3 separate regions of the Mus musculus genome follow, and all the other regions are linked to region 3. The links are chromatin contacts, called in public promoter capture Hi-C maps. All regions are on one chromosome and are shown on one strand. The core of a region is the stretch at or near the end of the contact, and the rest is flanking DNA. Distances in the headings are between cores, read along the strand shown.

What was found. Promoter capture Hi-C pulls out the DNA fragments that hold promoters and counts their contacts.
Region 1: a promoter capture Hi-C map of hippocampal neurons shows a contact between it and region 3, with 6 times the contacts expected there. The contact joins the promoter of Cmtr1 here to the promoter of Abcg1 in region 3. A contact is called at or near these places in 3 of 39 promoter capture datasets (hippocampal neurons and liver).
Region 2: a contact with region 3 is called in a promoter capture Hi-C map of liver, with 3 times the contacts expected there. The contact joins the promoter of Fgd2 here to the promoter of Abcg1 in region 3. A contact is called at or near these places in 2 of 39 promoter capture datasets (liver and pre-B cells).

What each region holds. Positions count from the first base shown.
Region 1 is chr17:29,658,755-29,662,068 of GRCm38.p6, forward strand. It overlaps Cmtr1 (cap methyltransferase 1), which reads left to right and starts at 1,841. Exons shown (of 24, transcript NM_028791.6): 1 at 1,841-2,017. The region is part of intron 7 of Gm28043 (predicted gene, 28043); the gene reads left to right.
Region 2 is chr17:29,359,332-29,362,775 of GRCm38.p6, forward strand. Fgd2 (FYVE, RhoGEF and PH domain containing 2) reads left to right here and starts at 1,583. Exons shown (of 16, transcript NM_013710.4): 1 at 1,583-1,826. The coding sequence starts at 1,762.
Region 3 is chr17:31,056,328-31,059,574 of GRCm38.p6, forward strand. Abcg1 (ATP binding cassette subfamily G member 1) reads left to right here and starts at 1,367. Exons shown (of 15, transcript NM_009593.2): 1 at 1,367-1,529. The coding sequence starts at 1,488.

The DNA.
Region 1 (3,314 bases), core at 591-3,090, 1.4 Mb before region 3:
GGAGACAGGCATCATAAGTTGGAGATTACTGCAAAAGCTTTAGGGGTGGGTAAGAGAGGGAGAAGGAGGGTTGGAAAGGGGGAGAGGGGAGGGGAGGGGGAGGATGAGGTATGATAGGGTAGGAGATGTTTACCTGACAAGTAGAAGGCAAACTTGAACTCAAGTCTCAAGTGCATTGTTGGCTTCAGGGAAATGAAGAAAAGGTAAACTCATCAGATCTCTGGACAAATAAACAGACTGAATCATATAGCGCCAGCCACCTGGGAAAGGGGCTGCAGAGATGGTTCAGGGGTTAAGAGCACTTACCGCTCTTCCAGACCTGGGTTCAGCACAGCACCCACAACTATCTGTAATTCAAGTTCCAGGGGATCCGATGCTGTCTTCTGGCTTACAAGGGTACTATATGCATGTGGCATACATACATACGTGCATGAAGGACACGCATACACATAAAATAAAAATAAAATCCTTTTTTTTTTTAAAAAAAGCAGCATTATGGGAGAACATATGTTGACATTTGAAGTCTCGGGGTTTAAGAGACAAACGCAGCTGAGAATGTCCAACAAAGTTATATTGGTCTGAAAATGGGAAGAGGAGTTAGAGTTACAGCCCATCTCAGTGCATATGGTCAAATGCCACAGATGCCATTATTTCTTTTAGTCTGAGGCATTGAGAATCAGATCTAGGATCTGGTGTGTACCGGACGAACAGTCTTGACACTGAGCTATGCCTAGTCCAATGTTAAATATGTCCTATGGAACAGGAACAGGTCTTTGACCTTGGCCAGTTTGTGTCTCTGACTGTATTCTTTTTTGTTGTTGTTGTTGTTTGTTTTGTTTTTCGAGACAGGGTTTCTCTGTGTAGCCCTGGCTGTCCTGGAACTCACTTTGTAGACCAGGCTGGCCTCGAACTCAGAAATAGGCCTGCCTCTGCCTCCCGAGTGCTGGGATTAAAGGCGTGTGCCACCACGCCCGGCTCCTCTGACTGTATTCTTAAATCTATATAATGACGATACTGTAGTAAGCTACCAAACTAGTTACGCCATGTTGTGAAACACTTTCTAGGATTTTTTTTTCCCACTTTCCAAGTCAGGGTCTTACAATATATCCCTGGCTGTCCTGGAAGTAGCTATGTAGACTAGGCTGGCTTCGAACTCACAGAGATATGCCTGTCTCTGCTTTCTGAGTGCTGGCATTAAAGGTGTTCGACACTACCACCTAGCTCCTAAGAATACTTTCATTGCTAAAACTATTTTGGGCAAAAATTCGTCTCCGGTCACTTCGACCAGTCATTAAATCTTATGCTAAACTGGTCTCTTGATCAGCCATAAATTTCTATACCATGTGATTGTGATTCTGACCTAAAGGTTAACTGCCTGACCATTTAATTGTTATCACTCTGCTTCTGAAAAGAAAAAAAAAGCAATGTTTGCTTGTTGCACATGTTTGGAGCTGCCTTTCTGTATACATCACAGTTGCAGTCCTTGTCTTTAAAATGTCGAACAAACTGGAGGTCCGAGGGTGCTTCCCGCTCCTCTGCCTGAGACAGCCCCACCGGTGGTAATAAATAATAAAGACTCCACATGATTTATTAAGACATCTTGGGAGTTTTCCTTCTTCAGGTAATCCATAACAAGATGAATAAACTGAGGTGAAGTATTGATTTCCCTTCTTTAGGGCGAGAGTAGACAAGGGTTATTTTCCTAGTGGCTTTTCTCTGCCCCCCCATTCTTTCGCGGTCCCCCTTCCGCGCAGGCGCCTCGGGTCCTGCGCGCTGTGCGACCTGGGCAGTTCCCCAGGGCCAAGCCTGAGCCCAGCGGGGGCGGGGCTGGCGGGCTCGTGACGTTATCAAGCGGCGCCGCCCGCGGGGCGGGTTCCGAGCGCGACCGCGCAGCTAGCCGGCCCTGCGAGGAAAACGAAAGTGAGGGAGGAGGAGGTTGCAGGGCCAGCCTGGGCGGCGACAGTGGCGGCCTGGTCCCTCGTCTCCGCTCGCCGGCTACTCGCCCCATCCCCTCAGCGTGAGTGCAGGCGCGCGGCCCCGGGGGTGCGAGCGGGCGGGCGCACGGGCACAGCATCCTTCCCCTGCGGCGGCCGCTTTGCCCGCTTTCGGGTAGCCTCTCTCTGCTCCTGCCCCCTGTCTTGTCCCCAGCAACCTCTCGGAGCCGAGGTTGCCGCTGCTGCTGGTCGCCGCGCACACAGTATCACACCTGACGTTTCCAAAGGAGAAGCTCCGTCGGGGAGATGGCGTTCCCTTCTTTCCCCTCTGCATACGGGGGTTAGCAGCGCTTAGAAGTGCCTGGTCACAGCGCGTCTGCCATTGTAGGTCACTCGATAGCCCTTTGGCCTTCCCCTGGCCGAGGAAATGAGAGGATTGGCTTGGATTCCCTGCGAGGCCCCAGTCGAAGGTGCTGTGGTGGAGGGGGACGTTCGTATCTGCCGCCTTGCCCTTCTACAAAGCTGTTTCCTGTTCTCTCACTTGCCCCATCGCAGACCACACTGAGTTCCCAGTGGCACCCCCCACCCCCGCTTCACCCACACCCACCGGGACGACTTAAGAGTTAAATGAGACCCATTTTATGTGCTGTGAAGCCTCAGCGATGAGCTTTCCAGTAGGCTCACCTATCTGTGATGTCAAGTAAAAATGTGGCTCCTCGGGCCTGGCTTTCTGTTGGCTCAGTCGCCTGGCTTTCCTGCTTTCCTCTAATAGGCACTGCTACTGTCACTTAGGAAATTGCCACCTGAGATTGGGATGATCGTACATTGGGTCCACAGGTTCATCCTCGGGCTGGAAATACGGAAACCTTTTGCTAGGTTTCAAGGGGAGGGATTGCTATATCCCTTCAAATTCCATTACTTTCTTACCTCGACTGCTGATGCTCATTCTCCCTCCACCCCAGCAAATATTTTGAAATAAGTTGAACTGGCTCTGATTTTCATAGACAATATTGAGTATCAGTTCATAGTCAAAACAACACATGGTCTTAAAACTATATGTCTGACTCAAACGCCAGAGAAGTCTGTTCTTGTATCCCAGCGTCCCTGTTCCCCAAAGATACCAGTGTACCTCCAACTTTTAAGTCTTTTCTCTTTTCTGAGTTCTTTGAATACACTACTTTTCCTGAAGATTTTGTAATTTTTTTTTGACTTTTTGAGACAGGGTTTCTCTGTGTAGCCCTGGCTGTCCTGGAACTCTGTAGACCAGGCTGGCCTCCAACTCAGAAATTCGCCTGCCTCTGCCTCCCAAGTGCTGGAATTAGAGGTGTGCACAACCACGCCCGGCCTGTAATTCTTTTTTTTTTTTTTAAAGATTTTTTT
Region 2 (3,444 bases), core at 333-2,832, 1.7 Mb before region 3:
CTCCAGGTTCCCTGGGTCTTTGCTGGAGTCATAGGACACTTACCTGGGCTTCAGAAATGGCAGTTCTTCCCCTGTTCTTCCTGGGTGACCTCAGTCAGGTGTCTTGACTTCCATTGGCCTCCATTTCTGATAAGGGAGCACACTGTGTAACACAGCTATGGGAGTGAAAGAGAGGAGACTTGTTAGCTCTAACCCATAGGGGCTCTCCAACCCGGGCCACTAGAGAAATATCAACATCATTAAGACAAAAGCATCCAAAGAGGTGTTGGGGACCACAGGACCCCTTCCTGCATATCCTCACAGTCTGTGGGGTTTTTTGTTTTGTTTGCCCTATTTTTCTTTTTTTTTTTTTTTCCGGACAGGGTTTCTCTGTGTAGCCCCAGCTGTCTTAAAAGTTACTCTGGAGCTGGGCGTGGTGGCGCTCGCCTTTAATCCCAGCACTTGGGAGGCAGAGACAGGTGGATTTCTGAGTTCGAGGCCAGCCTGGTCTACAAAGTGAGTTCCAGAGCAGTCAGGGCTACAGAGAAACCCTGTCTTGAAAAAAAAAAAAAAAGTTACTCTGTAGACCAAGTGGGCATCAAACTCAGAGATCTGCCTGCCTCTGCCTCCCGAGTGCTGGGACTAAAGGTGTGTGCCACCACCAGTTCAGCTTTAGATGTTTTTTTTAGGGTAGGAGTACAAGAGATACAGTGTGTGTGGGTTGGAGCCCAGAGGCAACCTGAAAGAGTCTGCATTTTGGGTGGAGAATTGGTTCAGAGGTTAAGAGAACTTAGAAAGGACCTAGGTCCCATTCCCACAACACCCTCTTCTGACCATTGTGGGTACCAGGCACGAATGTGGTATAATAGACTCACACAGGCCAAACACTCATACACATAAAAAATAAAAGTAAATAAAAAGAAAGGAAAAGTCTATTTTTTTTCCACCATGTGGGGCTCCAGGGTTAGACTCAAGCTGCCAGGCTTGGCTACAAGTACTCTTACCCCTGAACCATCTCAAAGCCCACCCCATCCGACCCCATTTTTTTTTTTGAGACAGGTCTCACGTAGCCGAATCTGGTCTTATACTCATTACGTTGTCAAGGAAGAACTTGGACTTCTCCTCTCAAGTGGGTGCCATGGGCATGTGCCATGATACCCAGTTCTACAGTGCTGAGGATAAAGCCCTGGGCTTCCCGCATGCCAAGCAAGCATTCTCTATCAGCTGAGCTACATCCCCAACCCTGTGGTCCATTTTAATTTAAAAGCTGTTTTTCCATCAGCAGTGCACAGCGCCAGATGCAAGGAAGATGCTGAGAATGGTACTAAGTAAAACATCCCTGAGCCGTCCCCTTTCCCCCCATGCAGAGAATTGGATATCCAGGAAGCTGCTCATCCCAGGATCCGGCTCCAGAAACGTCCTGTGACCACTGTTGCCACAGCCCGTGCCTTCTCTAACAGGACTGGGTAGAAGTATCTGAGAGGTAAAGGTCAGATGCCAAGAGGGCCGGGCAGTACTTCACAGGCTCCTCCCACAGCAAGGAGAGTTTGACAGGCTCCTCCCACAGTAGGGAGTGCTGGCCTCTCTTCCAAGCTACTGGGACCACTTCCTCTTTTTTCACTCTGAAGATAGGAACTGCCCCAAGGCAGTCAGAAGCGATGGGCAGATTCCAGGCTGTGGTAGACCTGCTTCACCCGCTGGCCAGGGAGTGCTGAGGGCACCAGCCTATTGCCTCCCTCCCTGCTTCTGGGGTAACTGAGGACCACCTTGCAGGCTAGCAGGATGGAGCGAGCCTGTGAGAAGCAGGACTCAGTGTGCAACCTGGTGGCTGTGTTTGAGAACAACAGGTACAGATGGTGGGGGAGGGGTCGAGCCCTTCTATCTGATCTGGTACTTTGGGGCAGCACCTGGGGTCCCTCCATCCTGGGTGCCTGGCAGTACAGGCAACCACTGCTCTTGTGGTAGTAAGCTGGACAGGGTGAGCATGGGAGATCTCCAATCCATGCACACACACATCCCACTCACACCAGGACACAAATGGGAACAGGAAGGCGGGACACAGATGGAATGTGGCTGACTGGGACAAAGCAGAGCCATGCTCACCAGGCCTCTCTCCTAAGTTCCTTTCTATACCTCAGGGCTTACTCTGATGGCCCTAGGGTGTGACTTGTTTGGTTCCCATCATAGGGAGAACAGAAGAGGGGACACAGGAACTAGCTTCTTTGAATTTTGGGGCTGTGCTGGCACTTGTGTCTGAAGGGAAAAGACAAAGCCAGGAGTGGGAGGGGTCCTGAGTGGCCTTGGAGGGGCGTGAGTGTGAGACATGAAACCGCTTTGCAGGCCTGTGGTTTGGGAGTGCCTTTGGTCCTCTGGAAGCAGATAGAGGTTGGCCTCAGGAGGCTTAGGGGGAAGCTGTGGGGACCTGAGAGACGAGGGGAGGAGGGGCAGGTGGAGGGAGGGGCTGAGCCCTGGATTGTTGTAGAGGGTTCCAGAACCCGGGTACACCACAGTGAGTCCCCATGCCTTCAGCAGCTAGATGCTGGGTAAAGCAGCACTCTTACATGAAGATAAGGAGTCTGCCACCAGAGTCCCCAGCCCTCGGGAGCCACAAGAACAAAGCTTAGTGCCTAGAGTTCTGTGGAGGATGCAGGGGTAGATTTCTACTTGTGATACAAAGTTCCGTCCTTCTGAGACACCAGGCCACAGGCTTTAGATGCCCTGGGAAGGCCTCCACGCTGTGTTGTGGGCCTGCAGGCCATGCACAGGAGGTGCCTGGGGCCTCCACGTGGAAGCCCACATTCACCCCTGCAGAAGTTTCACTTCCTGGGTGAGCAGCCTGACTCTGCCTCTCCAGGAGCTTGGCTGAGTGCATCCTATTCAGCACCTGGGACAGCTCATTCCCACCGCCCTCTTGGCCCACCACACTCATGCTGGAGGGGGCGTAGGCTCATGTAGATGCCAGCCCTTGGGCTACTGAGTGGTGTCTGGCTGCACCTTGCAGGTAGAGTAGCCATACAGAGGAGTGGGTCACTAGAAGCGTGGTCAGGAGTGTGAGAGTCAGGCTCTGAGCAAGGGGACCATGCAGGCGTCTCTCTGTGGAGCCCTTGGTGCCTAGCTGATCTGAAACTGAGGGCTAGAGAGGAAACAGGCACAGGCCTGAGTGCTTAGAAATGCAGAAGCTGAAACCAAATGTACAGGAGAAAAACCTGAGACTCAGCACCCTCTCACCCAACCCCCTCTCCCTGGCTGCAGGCCCTGAGGCCAAGGAACTCCATTTTCTATGTCTGGAATGGGCCACCTCGGTCCTTCTTCCTACACCAGGCCCTGTGACCAGGACAATCACCTCAGCTCTCTGGGTCTCTCTGTCCTTGACATCAAGAGGAAAGACAGCTTAGCATGGAGGTTTGGATGTCAGCTGCCCCTACCTGCCCCACTTTCAGGTTCCCATCCTTTCTGCCTCAGTCT
Region 3 (3,247 bases), core at 117-2,616:
AGGTTTGTACTCTTTTTTTTTTTAATCTGAATTTTATTTTTATTTTTTTTCTATCCTTTTTTTTTCCATTTTTTATTAGGTATTTAGCTCATTTACATTTCCAATGCTATACCAAAAGTCCCCCATACCCACCCACCCCCACTCCCTTACCCACCCACTCCCCCTTTTTGGCCATGGTGTTCCCCTGTACTGGGGCATATAAAGTTTGCGTGTCCAATGGGCCTCTCTTTCCAGTGATGGCCGACTAGGCCATCTTTTGATACATATGCAGCTAGAGTCAAGAGCTCCGGGGTACTGGTTAGTTCATAATGTTGTTCCACCTATAGGGTTGCAGATCCCTTTAGCTCCTTGGGTACTTTCTCTAGCTCCTCCATTGGGAGCCCTGTGATCCATCCATTAGCTGACTGTGAGCATCCACTTCTGTGTTTGCTAGGCCCCAGCATAGTCTCACAAGGAGGTTTGTACTCATAACCTTCTAGAATGCCCTGGCTTTGTCAGCCTTCTTGATACCAGATAGGGCCATCGGTCCCTCCGGTATTAGAAGCCCACCCTCTTCCCTCCAAACTCAGCCACACCCACTTTTCTTTCTGTGATGCTAGGGAGAAGCTTAGCTGAGGTCAAGGATCTGAGGATGTGACAACCACTTGCCTGCCCCTTTCTAGGAGAGCAGAAAGTACCCCAGCACACCCAAGTGTTGGAGCGGGTGGCTCTACTGTGCTGGGGGTGACAGAGAATCATTTCAACAGAAGACTTAGTTTAGGATCTGAGGTTGGGATTAAAGATTTTCACCACGGTTACCACGCAACGTCCCATTTACAAATCACAGGGGTTTCAGTAGGGTACAAGAACGTGGCTGTGTAAGACACTGGAAACACCCCTGTGGCTTATTTGGGGATGGAGTGGTGCTGATGGAGACCTAGGAGCTATCTGTATGAACGCCCATGCTGCCTCAATTTAGGGTCACCGCACACTAGCGCTAAGGGAAAAGCCCTGGGGCTGTTTTCTACGTTTGTCCCTGGGGCTTCTACCTGGAAGGCATGCATAACAAAGGCAGAACAAAGGAGCCACCTGCCTTCTTCCCTATCCCATTGATCTCAAGCTACCTCGGGAGGTTTCCGAAACAAGGACCCCGTGGTTTGTAGGGCGCCCCCACTGGTTCGTCTAGGGTTGAGCTGGCCCAGCTCCTGCAGGGTCCCTGAAGTGGGCTTCCCAGGCCCAGGCGGTTGGGAGAGGCCTAGCAGACAGCTTCGGGTCCAGAGCATCCTCCAGCCGCTCCGCAACAGGAGCAAAACAAGAGCACGCGCACCTGTCGGCGCCCCGCCCCCTCCGCCCGGCCCAATCGTGGGCAGGGGCGGGGCCGGGGCGCAGTCGGAACCCGCGCAGAGCGCCGCGGAGGAGCAGGAGCAAGCGCAGCCTCGTTCCTGCAACCTCGTCCCCGCCGCCCGCAGACTTGTCTCCACTGCCGCTGCCGCCGCCGCCCCCGGGGCATGGCCTGTCTGATGGCCGCTTTCTCGGTCGGCACCGCCATGGTGAGTCGCACATCCTTCGCACTCCGGGCTGGCTTTTATCTTCTAAGGAAACAGGAAGCTCAAAGCCAGGCTGGCTGGTCCTCACACCAGCCGCCTATGAGCGCATCCTCCGGGCGCTGACCTGGGGTGCTCTGGAGAGGTGCCCGGCGCTGCTCGACTCCGCCCTGGCCACCTGGAGCTTTGAGATGCTCCTGTACTGGCTTAGGGCATCCAGAAGGTGGAGTGGGGCGCGGGTAGCGAGCAACCCCACAAGTGGACAGGTAGATGGCCTTGACTTGTCCGCCTCCTGGGTGAGGGGCTGGAGATGTGGAAGCGCACTGGGGAGGGACTGCAGGCTCAGCCCGAGGGAGGGGAGGGTCAGATCTCTCTGAGGAGCTCTGTGGAGCGGGCAGACGGCGGGGGACTTCTTGCGCCACCCTCTGGAGTCCTGGGCACAGTGGGGGGGGGGGGACACAAAAAGAGAAACTGCGCCCCACGAAACGGAGCCTGCTCTCCTGCGCTCCCCAGAGACAGCTACTCTTGGAGGAGGCAGCGAAGTCCCAGGGGAGACAGAGGAGGACGAGCTCAGATCCCTGCCAGGGTGAGGGTAGGGTGTGGGCATTTACACGCCCCCATCCCCCCAGATACCAGTGTTAGGACAAAACCTGGGTGCTACAGAATTGCTAGACAAGTATTGTTTCTCAGAGGTGGGCAAGCGTCTCCTCTTCCACGGTCACTCAATGCTCCAGGAGAAAGCTAACATACAACAACAAAAACCAGCCCACCATCTGTCTGGTCTCACCCTTGGCCCTACCGGCTCTGTCTAACAAGCGGACATTGCGGTTAATAACCTCTTAAGCTGACTTCAGACTGTGGTGGAGTATAAACAGCAAGCCCTCCGTTTTCCCACCCGAATCGTGCCTTTCTTTCTGTTACTAGCCTGCCTGTTCCTTCCCAATACGCTAGAAGCCCACATCTCACAGTCCCTCCCCTTTATTTCATTTTTAGCATCCTGTATTTGAAGTCAGCAAGGCTCCCCAGGATTTGACCGACAGTTACCTCTTGCCTTGCGCTCTAGAGGAAAAAAAAAAAAAGCACTCGGCTTTGTGCGCATGCTCTGCTCTGACAACCGCATCCTGTGATTCCAAACAGGTTACTGTAGAACTCGTCTCGAGCCCTGCCCGCCGACTCATTATGTAATGATTTTGTGTAAACCGATAGAATGGAGCAAAGATGCACTGTGGTGATGGTGGTGGTTAGCAGGGGGTGGGGTGAGGCGGGAAGGAAGACCCTTCTAAGCTGCTCCCCATCCTTGGGCTGTGCTCCATTTCAGACTCGCCAGAGTCAATGAAAACAGGAATCGCTTCTCCTCGGGTATTCCAGTCTGCACCTTTATCTAGTTGACTCTACCTGGAGGCTTGGTTAACACTGAAAAATTGGCCCTTGTGCACGTATCTATCAATGTGAAGATTATTACTAGCAACAGAAAATTATGATAATTGACGATCTTTGCAAAGAGAGGAAGTTTGATGGGTTCTCTCTGCACAGAACTGGTTTGAACATGTAGATAAACGAACCGAACTGCTGTAGGATATAGGTTTCCATACAACATTATGGTTTGATACAGCCCAGACCCCTGCTATGAAGTTACCAATCTCATAATAGCTGGGGTTTATCTTTTATTTTTCGGGAAACCTATTGATATATTTGAAAAGACGTTTCTTCCTGCAAACCTGGCA